Linked DNA regions of Mus musculus: all the other regions are linked to region 1. A link is a contact called in public Micro-C and promoter capture Hi-C data. All regions are on one chromosome and are shown on one strand. Each heading gives the region's core, a stretch centred on a gene start, on an enhancer-like site or on the middle of the called end of the contact. The rest is flanking DNA. Distances are from core to core; before and after follow the strand shown.

Region 1 (4,368 bases), core at 934-3,433:
AAACTCCAGTCTCCCCAGAAGAGTAGTAAGCACTATCGACTGCAGAGCAACCTCCGAGATTTAATTTTATTATTTGTGTGTGTGACTAAGTGTAGGCACACATGCATGCACAAGTGCCTGAGAAGGCCAGAAGAGAGCATGGGATCCCTCAGAGCTGGAGTCCTAGGCATTTGTGAGCCATCTGAGATGGATGCTGGGCTTAGAACCCCAGTCCTCATGAGAGAGCAACAAGAGCTCATAACACCAGAGCCACAGTTCCAGCCCCCACTAGGTAGACACAGAGACCGCAGCGGAGAGCTAGAACGGAGCTTGCTAACATTCACATAGGCTTCACACAATGGGGACCCAACAGACTAAATCTGAGTCTCCTGAAAAGCTTTTTAAGATTTATTTTTAATTATGTCTAGTTGTGTGCTTGCACCTGGGTATGTCCACAGTGCAAACGCCTGTGGAAGCCAGAGGCACTGATCCAGTTGGGAGCTGTCTGATTTGGGTCATGGGACCTCAGCAAGTGCTCTTAACCACTGAGTCATCTCTCCAGCCCCAGGACTCTCCTACATTTTAATCCTCCTGTGTTGGCAATTCTTTGCAGTAAAGATATATAGAAAATGAAGACTTTTTTTTTTTTTTGCAGTGTGTGTGTACACACACACACCTGAAGTTTTCTATCCATTCTTTTGTAACTATCTCCTGCTGTAGACTTTTCTCCCTGCCTTGTTCAACCTTGCTTGCAGCCAAATCTCTAAGCCCATGCCTCTGTTGTTAGCAGGTGCTGTCAATTCTGAGTTGCGCACATGGATAAACGGTATGCTTATTTTTCCCCCATAAGGCACTGCTTTGCTCTCATCTACAAAGATCCTTTTTTTCCTTCAGACAAATGGCTGGTTCATGTATCATGACTCAAATTATATTCACAAATGTTCATTTGCAGTGTAATCACTCTTCCTAACTAGACTGGTTCAAGACAAATGAGCAGCCCCCTTTCCCACCCTCTTCTCTTTAAGCTTACAGTGCTCCACCTCCCGCTATAAAATGCTGTCACAGACCACAGGCCACACTGCTCTGTATGACCTACTGCAGGTCACTCTATTTTTTTTTAATGACATCGTCTGGTATTGCTTTAAACCTTTCAAATATTTCATCAGAATCAGATGTTCCAACACAGGCTAGCCCTATTAGCCTGATTGCAGAGAGAGATGTTCATCTTCCCTGTCTTTAAAATATTTAACCATCGCATGCGTGTTCTCTATCTCTTAATTTGAAAGGGAGTTTTTAAAAAAAATGATTAGAAGAGCATCAGAAAGAGCAAGATAAATTATTCCTTATCCCATCCTCTCTTTGAGCTGGACAGGAAGAGTGTTCAGAGAATTAAAGTCCCTTCGAAGGAACTCTGACTTAGCCCCCCACACCTTGCCGCCCTGTGGCTCCAACACACACTCGCCGGCAGTGGTTCCACTTTTCCATATAGGTCACCAGCTGTAATCTACAAGCACAAAAACAATCATGGCACAGAGTACAGGAAACTGCCCGGGCAGGAGTGAGGTAGGGTGCGAGGATGAGAGTCTTTTGCCCTTACTTCCATACAAACTCCCGAACCTCCTGAATTAACAGAAAAGTTGAGCCGACTTGAAGAAACTCTTTTTGCTTTTCTCAGTTCAGAGAGCACGCGACCGCGAATAGACTGAGAGAGAAGTGCGGCCGGGTGGGGGTAGGGACTGCATTCAAACCCATCTCTCTGAGTCCTTCATCCACCCCAGATGTGGTGTTCCCCAACTCCCCGCCCACCTCCTCGCCAGCCCTCACCCCTCTGCACTGGCCACAAAAAATGCAGCCCAGGTCTGAGATGCAGCTGAGGTCTGTGGCCGGTGAGACCCACGCGGTACGGACCGGGGCTGGAGGGGACCACTACAGCTCCCCGGGAAAAAGCGCTTCCAGGCTCAACTTCTTCCACGTCTGCGGCGGGCCGGCGCTGCAGCGGATCCTTCCTGCCCCGGCACCCGCCGCCCGTCCCTCCGCGCCCCCGTGCACTGTCGGGGACCGGCCCCCTCCCGGGCTCCCCGCGCAGCACCTACCTGGCCGGGGCAGCCGGCTCCTAACGCCCCGCTCTGGCCCGGGCGCGTGCAGCCTTCCCCAGCCGGGCTCTCTGTGCCGCCTCCTCGCTGCAGCCTCGATCTGGCCCCGGCGGACCCGCAGGGGCGAGGGCGGGAGCAGACGAGGGTCGGCGGCGCCGGGGCGGAGGCCGAGGGGCGGGCGCAGCGGGAGGAGGCGGCCGAACCTCGCAGCCCAGGCCGGCCGCTGCCACTCAGCATCCCCGCCTCCGGCCGCCGCTCGGGGAGGGGTCGGCGAAGCCCGGCCTCCGGGGGGGAGGGTCCTACAGGGCCCGGGAGAGTGTGGGCGACGCGCGCGATCCCTGAGAAGGGGTCCCGGAGCCCTGCGGGGTTCTCTCCTCACGCTGTCCCAGTGCCTATCGTGGACCAGAGCCGGCGGGGCGGGCGGGAAGAAAGTCGGTCCGTGGCCCAGGAAAACCGCAGGGTGGAGAGTGGTCTGCGGTGCTTTTAAAGCAGAGGCTGGAGGCACAAGTTTACAGGTCCTGATTTCTACTTCGGGAAACTGCAAACTTTCACAGAGCTTGGATGCTTGGGTCCAGACACATCCCCCAGGCACTGAAGATACACTTTCCAATAGATACCACAGATATCAAAGGCGGTTTAGCCAGCGGGAAAGGGATCCAGAGAGGAGACCCACCAACTCCTCTCACCACCGCCCCCAGGGCCAGAGCAAAGGACAGAGTCAAATAGCCAGGGGCTGAATTGTCTGAATTCATTGTGTTAGGACAGAACCCAGCTAAGATCACCTTCCTTTGTCTCCAACCCCCACCCCCTGTCAAATTTGCTTCAGCCTCCAAACTCTCAGACACTTGTCTATCCACCGAAGCACACCCACCCCCCCCACCCCTCCCTCCCGGCCTTCCCTAGCAGCTTGCATGTGCTCTTTGCTCTTGAAGTCTTTGCACTTGACCCACTATTTCCAAATCCATTTGGGTTTGTCAGTTTCAATGGCCCCCTCCTGCTTTTGAAACCCGTGGGCACGGCACCTATCTGCACGGCCTTACAAGCTTAATGGCTCTAGAACACCACTTCCTGGGTGAGAGGGTATCTGAGGCATTTTGCCAGGAAAATTAAAAAAACAAAACAAATTCTTGATTTCTTTGCAACTCCACTATTGAAAACCATATCCCACAGCAGGATTGTAGATAGCATAAGTCATCCGCAACTGCTGGTCTGTGGAGAAAACATACAAATTAAATCGGTTGGGATTCTTCACATGCAAAGGGTACCTATCACCAATTAACAATAGCTGCAAACACAAATGCATCACCATGCTGGTCCTCATCCAGATGGGGTCCTAGAAGGACCCATGCCTGTATCCACGCTGAAGCTGCTGATGCTGTTCCCAGGACTCTCCCACGGTTGAATCCTACTGGGAAAAAAAAAAAAAAAAAAGCTTTCCCGAAACACATTCTACAAGAGTGTTAAGTGCTCTCTCTATTTGGCAAAATCACGTGCTAGAAATTACAAGAGGGCTTATGAGGTTAAGAATAAACTTAAAAATCTACATAGCATTGCAATCGGAGAATTAAAAACAGCAACCATTCAAAAGAACATACTAACAGAGTTTATAAACTGTACTAAATTCCTAATAAATATTACAGTGAATACAAGACTTTACCTTTATAAAAAGATGGAGGTAATTATGGGAGAATTGTTTGAGATCAATGAATTGAGAAGAAAGCCAAAACAAATTTTAGAAACAGAAACCTTTGCCTTGTACCCTCTTCCTATGAACTCTCCTGGGTTATAGCTCACGACTGAACCAATCAAAGAACACAGAACAGATATGCACCATTATGTGTATACACAATGCCTTCCAATCTCACCCTGATTAGGCGGCTGTTGTCCATTGGTGATATCAAATGTGCCAGGAACATTTGAATATGAAGCAGCATACCATACTGCTCCCTCCATTTCATTAGAAGCCCTCCCTATGTAGAAGCAGTCACGAATGAGGTCATTTGTTATGCTTTGCTGAGACATCCTCGTGAGTTCACAATGGCCCTATGCGTACGGAGTAGATAGCACTGTGCTCCACACCTCTGTTGAACTGTTATCTAAGTCAGAGGCCATTGTAAGCATCAGTGAACAAGAAGTGGTGCAAACATGGCTTCCCTTGTGAATTGTGGGTACATCACTAGTTGTTTCATGTCGTTTGGTGGTATTATATGTTTCGAATGTATTTAGCTTGAGTTGGTGCCTCATCTCTGTCTCAGTTTCTTTGAAGGGCACAGTCTGTAGCTTATAGACACTGTGC
Region 2 (4,368 bases), core at 1,265-3,764, 240 kb after region 1:
GAGGGATCTGGGACACGCTCACCATGAGCTAGCCCTGGAGCTCTCTCACGTTAGGAGCAAAGGCTTTATGACACACACATATACAGCCCTTACCACTGCCCTCAGGGAGAATTCTACATGTACATAGCCAAATGGGGAAGAACATAGCTGTTTGGATGCTTCAGCAGCGAAAATTTAGACGCTCTCAGTTTTCTCCCTTAGGGGAAAAAAAATACCACAAAACTACAGAGTAAACAAATGTCCATTTTTATACTATGGAAAGGATGAAGGTAAACAGTATGAAGCCTTTTGTCATTCGAACACCAGTTTGCTGTCCCCTTGAGACTTAAATGTTTCCTTTACCTATGATACTCTGTTTAAAGACTCCAGACCCAGGGCACCTCCCACCCATCCACTTTCTGCTAACTAATAATAAACTACTGTTACCTGGCCCTTTCTTCCTCTGGCTACCAACACTGGCCTCTATACTGCTCATGTGCATTTCCATTAGTGACAACTGGAGTCAGGGAGGGACAAAATAACTTCCTTTTTTTTTTTTTTTTTTGGTTTTGTCAAGACAGGGTTTCTCTGTATAGCCCTGGCTGTCCTGGAACTCACTCTGTAGACCAGGCTGGCCTCAAACTCAGTAACCCACCTGCCTCTGCCTCCCAAGTGCTGGGATTAAAGGCGTGCACCACCACAGCCTAGCGACAAAATAATTTTCTTAAATTAAGAAGAGACTATGCCAGGGCCTAGCAAACACAGAAGTGGATGCTCACAGTCAGCTATTGAATGGACCACAGGGCCCCCAATGGAGGAACTAGAGAAAGCACCCAAGGAACTAAAGGGAACTGCAACCCTATAGGTGGAACAACAATATGAACTAAGCAGTACCCCGGAGCTCTTGTCTCTAGCTCCATAAGTATCAAAAGATGGCCTAGTCGGCCATCACTGCAAAGAGAGGCCCATTGGACTTGCAAACTTTATATGCCCCAGTACAGGGGAACGCCAGGGCCAAAAAGGGGGAGTGGGTGGGTAGGGGAGTGGGGTTGGGTGGGTATGGGGGACTTTTGATATAGCATTGGAAATGTAAATGAGCTAAATACCTAATTAAAAAATGGAAAAAAATGAAAATGATAGTCATAAATGATAAACTTTATCCTACTCTGGATGCTTTATAAACACTAATAAAAGCAAATACTTTTTCTAATAAAAAAAAAAGTCATATACTACTAGCAGGTTGGTTGGATGGCTTGTCTTAAGCTCTTGGAGGCAGAACTTGAAACTTTTTTATGTGTAAATCAGGGGTCAGCACGTGACTCTTTCAGAGGACAGGGACACAATGTTATAATTTAAAGGGACATGATTGATGGAGCTGACAAGGGACACAGTTTCCATTCTCCACCTGACACGGATTCAGAATCACGCCTCTGAGTAGTGTTGACCAGTGTCCTTCTAACCAAGGAGGGAGGACACTCTGAACAGAGGCGACACCACCCACGGGCTGGGGCCCTGACTGGCAGAAAGAAGGCGGCACCCCAACAACTGCTGGTTACTCTCACAGCAGCTGCCGCTCGCACTCATCTCAAGGGTTCCTCCGAGCTGCGGTTCACCAGAACCTTTCTGAACTAGTTCCTAACTTTACTTGGTTCCTCCGAAGTAGAATCTTGTTATCAGCTCATCCTTGCAGTCATGTTTGGACAAGACTACCTTGTCCAAGCAACACATTGTCCAAGTAACACTGCTTTGCAGAGTGGACAGTTATATGTTATCGATTAGCCTGATTGATAGGAGTAACCTCTGGAAACACTTGCTGAGGCTGTTACTGGAGGACACACAGATGTGAACAGACCAGACAACCGTGAACGGCACGGCGTGGCGCATGCGCCGTGGCTTTACTTTGTACACCTGCGCTTTCTAGGTTCTCATTCCACTCTCTATAATCTACCTTCATCCTCACTCAACTTCCTGTGAAGCTTGTGCAACCGAAGACCCCTCTGGCCTCAGAGGGAGCTGAAGCCACAGGAAGTTGTGGGACTAGTCAGAAACAGAGCCATCATAACTGTGACCTTTAAAATGAAACACAAAGGGAGCGGAGAAAATAACTCGAAACAATTAGAAAGCTTCCTGCAATTTAGTCAATAAATGTGCCCAGTTCAATACCCTCTTCCATTAATAATGAACTCAAAAAGGCCACGGTACTATCTGCCCACAGAAGTGTGAGAATGTTCATTATCTCATGTTACACAAATCAAAAATTCAAAATATCAACGATGTGATATTCTTGCACCTATTAAGTAATATAATAAAACACTGGCAATCTATAAACGTAAGAGTTGAGAGGCGTCCTTTCCGTAGAAACAGATCGAGGATTCAGTGGGTTGTCACAGAGACACTAAAAGCAAGACTGGTCTAGAGCCCTTAAAGTACATTGGCTATCATTTTCCCTCAGTGTAGTCATCAGTAAGTGAACACCCCTTATGAGTAAAAGTTTCAAGTGACCCAACACGCTCTTTGTGCAGACACTAATACGCAACATCTCAAGAGATAGCATGGATCAATAGCTGGCTCAAGGACAGGTCACTCCGGTCTCACAGGTCCAACCCACTTACTCACTGATATTCTCTCTTTGTCAGACATGTGTTGGATGCATATGTCACAGCAAGGTGAGCAGTGGTGTGCAGTGTGACCTGGTTTATTCAGTTAACAGTTCTCAGTTTTGTGAGACATTCACTTACAGGTCTAGAGCTGGCTAGCAGGCAGACGGCTTGTTCTTAGCAAGAGTCCTATGCTATTTTATAAATCTGCCAACTGTACAGCATACTTAAAGCTATGGAACAGCACTCTATGCTACTGTCAGCTACCCATCCTGAAGGGAATCCTGCATAAAAAAAATGGACAGGTTCTGGTGTTTAAGGTGCCACTGACATCATGGATAAGAACTTTCTCCACCATGTAAGCGCAGACCCGAGCACCTCAGAGCCCCTCAGTGAATGGCAACTTCACTGTAAAGTCAGAACGGCCCAGGCCCACCCCACACATTCCAAATTCCTCAGGTCTACAACCCGAGTGCACTATGAACCCACAGCCTGCGAACCTACTGCCTCACAGACTACATGTGTGCCAGAGCACGTCACAGGCTGCACCCTTTGACAGCTCTCTGCAAATGCTCCCCAATCTCTGTCAAGATTGCCCAAGCACTGCAGACTGCACGCTATCAAGCTATCAATATCCCTAGGAATAGGAGGACCCAAACTCTGATCACATGCTATCAAAGAAGGACAAAAGGGTCACTGCTATATAAAGAACACAATGGTCCACGTGTAATGAGACAAGCAATATTTGCTTACAGTAAAATCCATCCCATATTGCAGAAAGGATGGATAAGGTGGGGCTGTAGCCAAGCGGTAAGCTGGCTACACCATGTGTGAAACTCCTGATTTCACCCCAGCACAGAAAACAAACAAACAAACTAAATTCATACCAGGATGACGTGAATCAGCCAATGGTAATTTATATCAGTGTGGCATGAAGAACACAATGTTTAAATTCAAGCTTGTAGCCTTAACTTTAAGAAAAAAATTGTTTATTTTTACCTTATGAATATGGATTTTTGCCTGCATGTGACTACACCATGTGAGTACAGTGCCCACAGAAACCAGAAAAGGGCGTCACTTTTGAGTAGCCTTACTTGGAACTGAATTTTGTACAGACTCCTGGAGTTTAGCAGCTAAAAAGATGAGCTGTAATGTGTGTGGGGGGGAGGGTGTGTGTCATCTAGTGACCATCTTATCCTCCTAGCACGTCTTCCTTTAGCCAATATCTAGCTAAAAACAAACAGAGAAGGCTGGAATCACATCATAGCTCAGGACATGACACTGGGAAGACAGTGAGAGAATGCTAGAATCTTGAAACTGTTCCCCAACTTTTAAGGCCAACAGGGCTGACCCACACACTCCTTGGTCTCTGGACAGCAGCTTCTCCACCTACCTGAACTGAGGCAAGAGAAAACCTGGGAGTGATAATTTTGTGCACAACCAAAGAGTCATTACCTCTTTACCCTTCTATACATAGCTAAGAGGTCTCGTCTCCTGGGCCATATGCAAAAGTAAAACGTTAACGGGGCAGAGCTGGGTAGAGCCAGGTCACTACACTCAAGGTGCTTTTGGTTGGCAGAAGAACTGGTGGCCACAAGAGAAGGAAATGAACTTGGTCAAATGGCTTCTGCAAGGTGGAACACACTTCACTCCAGTCCTGGTAACTCAGTAAGCTGTGTGCATCACCTGACCACAAGACAAGACACAGATGTGGGATAGAATTGGCCACACGTGCTGTGTAGTCTTTCTAGACCCCCATATCACTCACATTCAGAGAAAGAATAGACAGCTG
Region 3 (4,368 bases), core at 565-3,064, 230 kb before region 1:
CATTTATATAAAGACCTTTTTAAAAATGAAGATGCAGGGTCCCTATTTGGGAACCCTAATGCAAACTCTTGGGGCTAGGAGACGCACAGGCCTGGGTGTCTGCCCAGGAACTCCGTGGGGTTGGAGCAGTGAGTGCATCTTTAGCTTAAAAAAAAAGAGAGAGCGAGAGAGAGTACAGTTGGAAATTTCCACCAGGCATTGCATGCTCAGCTGATCTCTATGGGCTTGGAACACAGAAGTTAAGTATAATAGTCTGAATACTTGAGTCATCTGGGGGATCCTTGGAAGGATTGAGAGCCCAAACAATGGGAATCAGCTGGATAAGGTCAGGTTCAGGAGAGATGAGACAACCCACAGAACAAGGGGCAGGGTAGGTACCCTCGCTGTTTGCACACGTTCAGCCAATATTTACCTGGATTTAAAGACATGCGGGGCACGTTTTACGCAGTTTTTCATACTTATTCTTTAGCCTCTAACACTCAGAGAGGTTAGCACAGGAGCACAAAGTAACTTTTGTAGTTGAGCTTGGATTTCAACAGGTGCTGAACCCTGAGTCAGAACCAGGTACAGGCAGCTGCCGAGGATCTGGGAGCAGAGCCCCCAATCTTAGATTCTTTCCACCTTGTGGTGATCACTGTTGGATGCCTACTTCCTAATTAGTTGGCTGCCTTAGAAGCAGCTGCTTTGTCATCCCAACCTGGATTCTACCAGACTACAGCACGTTGTGCGTGGGTGGGTGGGTGCGCTTTCACATTGGGGAAAGTTATTATTGCCTAGGTGACTTTGCCTAGCGCAAGGCCCTCAAAAAGCTATGGATAATTAAATCTGGGTTTTTCCAGTTCTTAGGTCCCTGCCAAATAAAAATAATTCTGGGTTCACCCAAGTGCCCTTCTGTTAAAAGTGGAAGGAAGGATAGAGTTGAGAAAGCCATGTCCTCTCAACAAGTTCCGGGTGGTGCAATGACTGATATGTCATTTACTGTAGTTTTCAATAATCATTCCCGGCACTTGGAAGAAAAAAGGCAAATATTAGGAGGTGTGTATTCTGCATCCAAATGCCTGAAAATAAACGTCAACAATTTCTCTTCCATTATCAGTAACTTGAGGGTCTGGGTCGATAGACTCTGCCACCTACTCGGCCGTCCCACGTGCCCCCACCCCCCATTATTTATGAGTGGGGAGGGAGGATGGGAGACAGAGGCTGCCCCCCCCCCCTCCCCGCAGTGAATGTTGCCTTTTCTTGGAGCAACTCCGGATCCTCAGCGCGAAGCCGCTTTCCGTGACTTCGCAGTAACCTGGGATCGGAGGACCGGCTGGGTTTCCCAGGTTGGGGTGTGTCGGGCAGCGATGTTTTAAGTTGCTTTAGGGTTCCTATCCTCTCTGGGGTCTGGAATCTTTGGTGTCTGCGGCGGATGTTTTCGCACCTCAGCTACTCGCTCTCCAAGTCTTGTCTCCCCCACCTGCCACGTGGGACCTGCGCGCACCGTCCTCCCCTACACAGGCCACCACCCCTTCCCCAAGCCGCACTAGGTGGGTCCACGGCCCGGGGCTTGGAACCTGCCCTCCGCCTGCGCTCGCCCTTCGGTCGGAGGCAGAGCCCGGAGCGCAGATCCAGGCGGGAAGGGACGGCCGGATGGCTGGGCGCCGCGGGCCTCCGCCGCACCGGGCATGCTCAGTGGCACGGCCGGCTCGGTGGCCCGCGAGCTGCACCCGGATCTGTGCGGCGGCGGCGGCGACGTGAGCGCGCAGGGGGGCGGCGGCCTCGCCTCGTCTGTGTCTCGGCGCCGGGCTCGGGTGGGTGACGCGCAGTGCCGGGGCAATGTCGGATTTTGACAGCAACCCGTTTGCGGATCCGGATCTCAACAACCCGTTCAAGGTGAGCGCCCGGCCGCGGCCCTGGCCCGCGTTGGGCGTCGCGGTGGCCGTGGAGGCCCTGTCGGGAGGGTCTCGGGACGCAGCGTCACCACTGGCCGCGCCACCAGCCAGGAGGCTCGCACCGGGCCGCGGACCGGCCGGACCGGGAGCCGGGTCCGGAGCGGAGCGGGGCATGTGTGGCCGCCACTAGTCCGGTCGGCACGGCGGGCCGCGGGGCGGGGGCCGGGAGGCCGGGGCGCCCGGGCTGGGGTTGTCATGGGGACCTGGCACCGGCGCTGCGTGCCGGTGACGGCCAAGGTGTGCGGGAGAGAGGCGCGGATACACGGACGCTGCGATAAAAGGATAAAGGGGTGTTTTTTATTATCAAAACTCGGTTGCTCCCAGAGCCACCAGTGGCGCTGCCAGAGGCCCCCTTCCCCACCGGGCCCAGTTTAGGGGAACGGGCATCAAACAGAAGTTAAAAATAAATAAACATCTGGAAACAATAGTGCACACGGGCATCTCCCCACCTAGCTGCTGTTAGGGAGGTGGACCCTGGGCCATTTTCCAAGCTGGGAGTGCGTCACCGGGGATCCGAGCTGTTTGAGGATTCCGTTCCTCACGTGAGTGAGCTCTTTCCTTCATGGAGTGGACCTGATCGGATCCCAAGCCTCAGAAGGGCTTGGCATAGAAATAAATGCCTAGGCAGGCCATTTAAATGTTAGGCATCTGCTCTAAAATTTAATGCCGCGTCCGAGAACTTTGCCTTGAAAAGTACTTTGGTTTTCTTAAAGACTGTGAGGCATAGCAAGGCAATTTCTTCCAACTGTTGGCTTGGTTAGTTCTTTCTTAATTGCTCTGACTGTGTGCAGCTCAAACTTTAATTTGTAGTCTCAAAGGTGAAGTAGGAACTAATTTGTGGGCACCCAAGTGCTGCTTCTGGCCTGTTGGGTTTACCTCTTTTTAGTCCTTTTGTGGCTTACCTGCAATATTGAAGCAAAAGGCACCCCTGTTCTGATGGTTTTAACCTCATGTCTTCATGAAGGATTCTTTTAATGAAGTTATCCCCCTTATACCTGACAGCTGGACTCATTTTGCAAAACTACAGAGAAAGCTGTTATGGTTGAGTTGACTGTAACTTTCAACACCTGGTCCTCCCGATCTATTCATTTGCTTTTTTGTTTTGGTTTTCATTGTTGTTTTGAGACAGGGTCTCACTAGGTAGTGTACCTGGCTTTGGAACTTTCTTTCCTTCTACCTCAGCCTGCCAAACTCTGTAATTGCAGATAAAAGGCTCAGGTACACTTTAAAGGGCGGTCCATGCTCCCTCAACCCCCTGAAGTTTTTGTTTCATTTACTATTGGACTCACTTCCATGTAGTGAAAATTGGATTATTCTGATATTATGGATATCCAAAAGAAACATTTCATAATTTGTCAAGTGAGTGTCATTTAAAAATAATTAGAGATGAAACATTAAGAGCCCATTAGTCTCTCCTAACTTAGATAATTCAGTGATGCTGTTTTTAAGCATCTAACCACAAGGCTGTTGGTTTTATATCTGGACATCCAGTTCACAGTTCCTTTCATATTAGTCTCTTGTTAGGGCAAGATCCTAGCTTCTTATCACAAATTGATATTTTGTAATATGTGATCTTACCATGACACCTCCCGTTTCTGCTGGGCATAAGGTTGCTGTGATAATTCTAAACACATATAGGTTTTAAGTATTAATCATGGAAGAAAATGATTAACATTTTCTGTTTCTGTAAGGAGATGCATTCAGGACAGTGATTATCCAAGTCCATAGAATGTTCTAAAGTCTGGATAATTTGTGTCTAAGGAGGTTTGGCTGAGTATTTGTACCGTGGTTCTCCACTTGTAGTGACTGTCACACCACAGACAGTGTCCCTGGCTTTATCTTTGCATTTGTAACTAGTTACCCTTCTGTCTCTCAAAGGAACCTTTATATCTACAGGAGGTTGTTTTCCTTCTGCTTCATTTTGGGTAGAAGTGACTTTTGAAATACTATTTCTTTTTCATGCCCTTGTTTACAAAGTTCCCAGGACTCTTACTGTTACTTTCTGGTCGATTTTCTTTTTAAATCTTGGTGTTGACATTTTGTTATCCATGCTCCATAGTTCATTCCTCCTTGGTGTTGGTTTGTGTATTTGTTTTTTGAGACTCTTGTAACAAAAGCTGGCCTTGAACTCCTGATCATTGGATTAGCGGCCTTCGTCAGCACACCTCAGGCCTCTGGGATGTTGTTTTCACCCGGCACTGTTGTGTTAGGAAACTTTTGTAAGCATCTTTATTTGAGCCCTGAAAATCATTCAGAATTGAATCTCCTAAGATGATCTAAGGCTTACTTGATTTTATTGCTTTGCTGCCTTCAGTTCCTGTGTCTTCTTTGAGCACCTGTTTTACCCCAGTGACTGTGGTAGGCCCAGTGAATGGCTTTATGACATTTCAGGGTCTTTTATTATGCATGAGGAAGTTGAAAGAACTAAAAAATC
Region 4 (4,368 bases), core at 497-2,996, 150 kb after region 1:
AGGCTAGCCAGTGAGCTCCAGGGATCTACGCATTTCCACTTTATCAGCTCAGGGACCATAGACCATCCTGTAAGACCTAACTTTTACGTGAGTGCTAGAGATTTGGGCCCAAGTCCTCACGTTTACATGGGCAAATATAGACTGAGCCATCTCCCCAGGCCCCCGGGCACTTTTCTGATGAAGTCTGTGACCTCATGAGGAGGCAAGTCTTAGGCAGGGCCCAGTGTGCTGGCAGGGGCATCCTGTACTGGGTGGAGTGAGATCCAATCTGCATTGCATTTATACCTCTGGAACAGGGAACTTCCATCAAAGCAGCCCACTGACCTCTGGAGCCACAGGCGCTTCCAAAAGCCAAATACTTTTGAAGGCCCCAGGGGATCAATTTCATTGTGAGCTCTCAGTACAGTGGATCTTCCTGCCTCAGAATGGGCCTCTATGCTATGCTTCAAGGAACTAGGATGACTTTTTTTGCTGGGCCTGTAATGGGTGGAGAAGTTACCAATAAATGTCAACTGGATGTCCCACAGGCCCTGCTTTTATTTCCTCAATTAATCAGAGCCAAAATGATAATGAATCAAAGGCTTCCATCTTGGTATGAACTGTAAAAACAGATGCTTGTGACGGATAAGCTACGTGCCCAGGAGTGGGCTGTGAGAAACACCAAGAGGTATGAACAGGCCTCCAGGTCTCTGGGGACAAATAACCCTATAGTGATGAGCTAAATGCATCAAAAATGCTGAGGTAAAATCAGTATTTAATTCTACCAAGAAAGGTAGAGTGGTGATGGGCAGGAAGGCCCAACATGGAGAGCCCATCTGAAATGGGCTTTTACCACAGTTTTACCACACAGAGATGCAGAAAAATACAGTAGGGGCCAAAGATCAGCATGAAGGCTAGCTGAAACCAAGGGTGCATGGCTCAGGGAGGGCAAGGGGACAGTGCTAAGCAGAACCCAGCCTGTGCAGAGGCTCTGCAGTATGGCCTGGTGTTCGCTTTGCCTTGGATCAGCATCAAGGGCTCACTGAAGGGTTTTCCATAGGCATCGTGACAAACATGGGGGAAAGGCCAGGCCTGGTCAGAGGTGGAGGCATGAGGTGGCTGCCTTTTAACTAGTTCCCACCTTTCACGGGGAGCTCGGAAAGGTACCTGTCATGCTGAGGTTGCCTGAGGTTGCTAGAGTCAGGGCCTGGCCTAACACTAGAATGGAGCCTCAACTGTGTGACTTGGGACACCTGTCCATACTTGCCATCTCACTCCAGGTCCTGCAGTGATCAGTGTCCCAGCTATAAGTCCAGGGGGGACAGGACTTCCCTTGCCTGCAGGCCTGCCACGGCCCCACTACCCACTGATACACTTCTCAGGTTACATGTTCTCTCCCCCCCCCACCCCCCCATCTTGGCTGGCCTTAGGACTGCTGGCAACAGACAGGACTCAGAGGCTGTTGGTGTGGGCAGAGGCTGGTGCACTGACTATGTCAGCAGGACCCAGATCTAGTCTTTTCCACAAAACCTTGGTCATTTGTTTTCACGGGACAGACACTGAGGCTGCTGTGCTGTGAATCAGAGCAGTAAGGCAAGTCAGAGTGAGAGAGATTTTATCTACATCCAGCACGGGCTTTTTGACTCTATTAAGTCCCAGGACCACGTGCTGGTTGGGAAATGGCAGACAGGAACAACCCAGTGGGAAATCTGTGCCCTGGATGGAAAGCAGAGCCAGTGCCCAGGACGTATTTGTTTCTCATTTGCTTTGGAAAGAGATCGTCTCGAGTTTGGAAATCCACATTCCATTTGGGAAAGCAGACCAGATTTCTGCTGACATGGAGTTTGGCAGGGGGTAGACTTTGTCTGTTTTTGCCATGTGAGCTCATTTTCTGGGGACACGAGAGAACTACCCAGTTCTCGTTCAAGGCTGTACCTTCAGCCATGAACCTCTAATTCTCACCGAATGGCTTTTAAGTTTTTATTTTGTATGCATTTTAAGAGACTATAATGCAAGGCCTTCCTTTTGCAAACAGTTAGAGCCACCAGGGAATATGTGAGTTGAATGTGGGGGTTGGGGGTGAAGGGGTAGCTACTTCAGCCACAAAGCCCTGTGTTCAGTTGTATTACAACATGACTGGGGGTGATTCCTTCTTCCAAGCTCTCAAAGGTCTTGAATCTTTGACCTAGTGCTGTTAACATAGTTAAACTTTTTCCTACATAAAATTTTTTTCTGTTTTCTTTTAAAATAATCCAATATAACAATTAGCAATACAGGAAAAGTTAGGTTTCTCATAGAAAATACAGGACCTAAAGCATTAGGTTAAATTTCAAATTTGGAGAAAAAAAAAGGTTGACGCTGCAGGCACAGCAGTTTGGAGGGGCTTCTTGCTTTTGGAGGCAGGTGGAGGGCAAGAGGCCTGTCACCACATATCATCCACCACATAGCACCACCTCAGGGTTAACGGGGCTGCATCATCTTCCCAAGCAGATGGCGATGTGTCTGAGGTCCTTCCCCATGGAGGAGAATAATAATACATTCCACCAAGAGGACATAACCTAGCAGAGCAGACCAGGACATGGGCATGCACCCTAGGATGCCACCAAACAGTTAAGTCCGCTCTGATATGAGCCATGAGATGAGTGGATATGGATTGTGTACAATGAATTTATAACACTGTAAGGGTTTTGGGTTTCTTTTGTGGGTTTTCTTTTCTTTTCTTTCTTTCTTTTCTTTTTTTTTTTGGACGAAAGTAGTGACTGGGGACGTTTCAGATGAAGAAATGGCCGTGTTTTTAAACATTTGCATCTGTGAGTTGCAGAGGCTCAACATAAAGCAGATTTCCTATATCCACCAAAAGCCATTCTGGCACGAGAAAGTTCCCTTGCCTAAAGCAAACCAGATGTGCGAATGGGACATGCCAATTCTCCTAGGGGTGTATCAACATCAGAATTACAGAGGACCTCAGGAACTATATATTCTATGAAGCAATGAGCACAGAATTCTGACCACATTTTATCCCTAAAAACATTGAAAGCAGAAACTTAATATTGGAAAAAGGCAAAATATTAGTGCAGATCAAAACCCATTACCCATCCATGGTGTCAGAGCCTCTCTGCCAAATGACTGACCCCAGACTGGGTTCACTATTCCAAGTTTTTGCCACATGCTCTGTCAAAGATGTATATTCACATCCATTTGACTGTTCAAGCAAGTATAAAGAGTCACATCCTGGTGTATGCTTATGAGGAAAGACCATGCCACGGACACCTACACATGTGATCCATAGGCAGGTCACCATGGAAACAGGAGCATATATATATATATATATATATATATATATATATATACACACACACACACACACACACACACACACACACACACAGGCAATCTCAACTGAAGTGTGGGTCAGAGTTTATGCAACAATAGGCAGGTGCTTGAGAGTCTGCAAGGACCTGAGAATGCAGGACAATGTACACTGGCTCACAGGAAGAAAGGCAGGCCCCAGCATCTGCCAGAAGAAGAATTTTTACAGTGAGGCAGACAGGAGGGAGAGCGAATGGAATCTTCAGTGAGTGACCATATGAATCCAGGTTGAGGAAGATTTCAGAGCTATCTGTGTGTGAAATAAATGCATGTAATAGATCAGGAACAGCCACTCAGCAATGAAGAGGGGCTTAGAAGAAATACAAGCTCAGATAATTCAATTCACCTCAAATGCTGGTCAAATTACAGAAAGTCACAGAGACAGCTCTCTCTCTCTCTCTCTCTCTCTCTCTCTCTCTCTCTCACACACACACACACACTCAAACATGCACCATTAAATGCATAAAATACAAGTGGGAGAGTTTAATGCTTAAATTGTCTGGGCACACATGAGTATAATCGCTGATGATAAAAAGTTTATAGACTGACTATGCACAGGCAGAATAAGTACAGATATTTTCACTAACAGCTTTTCTACACAATGCAAATTAAACTCTGGACTTTCTTTTCCTGAAGCCACACAGAACTCACCAAATAAAACCCCACAGCAGTGATTTATCTCTAAATAACAGAATCCTGTGGCATTATAGCTTTCTACTTCTTTGTCTTTATTATGAATACTATCAAGAAAGGGGTCTCTCAATTTCTTACCATTTTAATAAGACAAAAAATATTTTCAGGAATTTTATTCCAATTTTCAAAATGTTGGGGTGAGAAAGAACCAGTTCTGAGCAGAGGTGGTGTAGCCATCAAGCACTCTTTAATAACGACGATTAAATGATGCCTGTAAGAAGAATGAGCTGTGTCTCTAGCTGCATATGAATCAGAAGATGGCCTAGTTGGCCATCAGTGGAAAGAGAGGCCCATTGGCCGTGCAAACTTTATCTGCCTCAGTACAGG

What was found. Promoter capture Hi-C pulls out the DNA fragments that hold promoters and counts their contacts. A called contact is a pair of places that touch in the nucleus more often than the background predicts.
Region 2: a contact with region 1 is called in a promoter capture Hi-C map of liver. The contact joins the enhancer-like site here to the promoter of Lhfpl2 in region 1. A contact is called at or near these places in 11 of 39 promoter capture datasets (3T3-L1-derived adipocytes, the C10 cell line, the HPC-7 cell line and 8 more), 2 of 15 datasets of contacts at CTCF or cohesin (embryonic stem cells and pro-B cells), 18 of 484 Hi-C or Micro-C datasets (the AtT-20 cell line, ECoMG myeloid progenitors, the HL-1 cell line and 11 more), 15 of 115 datasets of contacts at active chromatin or transcription factors (the NIH/3T3 cell line, bone marrow-derived dendritic cells, bone marrow-derived macrophages and 9 more) and 1 of 9 other capture datasets (embryonic stem cells).
Region 3: a contact with region 1 is called in a Micro-C map of embryonic stem cells, with 2.6 times the contacts expected there. The contact joins the promoter of Scamp1 here to the promoter of Lhfpl2 in region 1. A contact is called at or near these places in 13 of 39 promoter capture datasets (the 3T3-L1 cell line, cranial neural crest, embryonic stem cells and 8 more), 1 of 15 datasets of contacts at CTCF or cohesin (the NIH/3T3 cell line), 5 of 484 Hi-C or Micro-C datasets (embryonic fibroblasts and embryonic stem cells), 4 of 115 datasets of contacts at active chromatin or transcription factors (craniofacial prominence, embryonic forebrain, extraembryonic endoderm stem cells and 1 more) and 1 of 9 other capture datasets (adipose tissue).
Region 4: a contact with region 1 is called in a Micro-C map of brown adipocytes, with 5 times the contacts expected there. The contact joins the enhancer-like site here to the promoter of Lhfpl2 in region 1. A contact is called at or near these places in 12 of 39 promoter capture datasets (the 3T3-L1 cell line, 3T3-L1-derived adipocytes, the HPC-7 cell line and 7 more), 12 of 484 Hi-C or Micro-C datasets (the N1E-115 cell line, beige adipocytes, bone marrow-derived macrophages and 8 more), 11 of 115 datasets of contacts at active chromatin or transcription factors (bone marrow-derived macrophages, craniofacial prominence, embryonic limb bud and 5 more) and 4 of 9 other capture datasets (adipose tissue, embryonic stem cells, liver and 1 more).

Annotation. Positions count from the first base shown.
Region 1 is chr13:94,055,611-94,059,978 of GRCm38.p6, reverse strand. It overlaps Lhfpl2 (lipoma HMGIC fusion partner-like 2), which reads right to left and starts at 2,183. Exons shown (of 4, transcript NM_172589.2): 1 at 2,073-2,183.
Region 2 is chr13:93,812,432-93,816,799 of GRCm38.p6, reverse strand. All of the region lies in intron 4 of Arsb (arylsulfatase B), which reads right to left. Among named protein-coding and RNA genes, the nearest start is that of Mir5624, 24 kb to the right of the region's middle. Within about 2 kb of position 2,514, at least 29 of the 459 cell types and tissues checked have an H3K27ac peak or open chromatin away from gene starts, as enhancers often do. A contact at or near this core is called in liver and memory CD8 T cells, where this site is marked.
Region 3 is chr13:94,282,727-94,287,094 of GRCm38.p6, reverse strand. Scamp1 (secretory carrier membrane protein 1) reads left to right here and starts at 1,814. Exons shown (of 9, transcript NM_029153.1): 1 at 1,814-1,875. The coding sequence starts at 1,819.
Region 4 is chr13:93,908,564-93,912,931 of GRCm38.p6, reverse strand. All of the region lies in intron 6 of Arsb (arylsulfatase B), which reads right to left. Among named protein-coding and RNA genes, the nearest start is that of Mir5624, 120 kb to the right of the region's middle. Within about 2 kb of position 1,746, at least 48 of the 459 cell types and tissues checked have an H3K27ac peak or open chromatin away from gene starts, as enhancers often do. A contact at or near this core is called in 3T3-L1-derived adipocytes, the N1E-115 cell line, adipose tissue and 5 more, where this site is marked.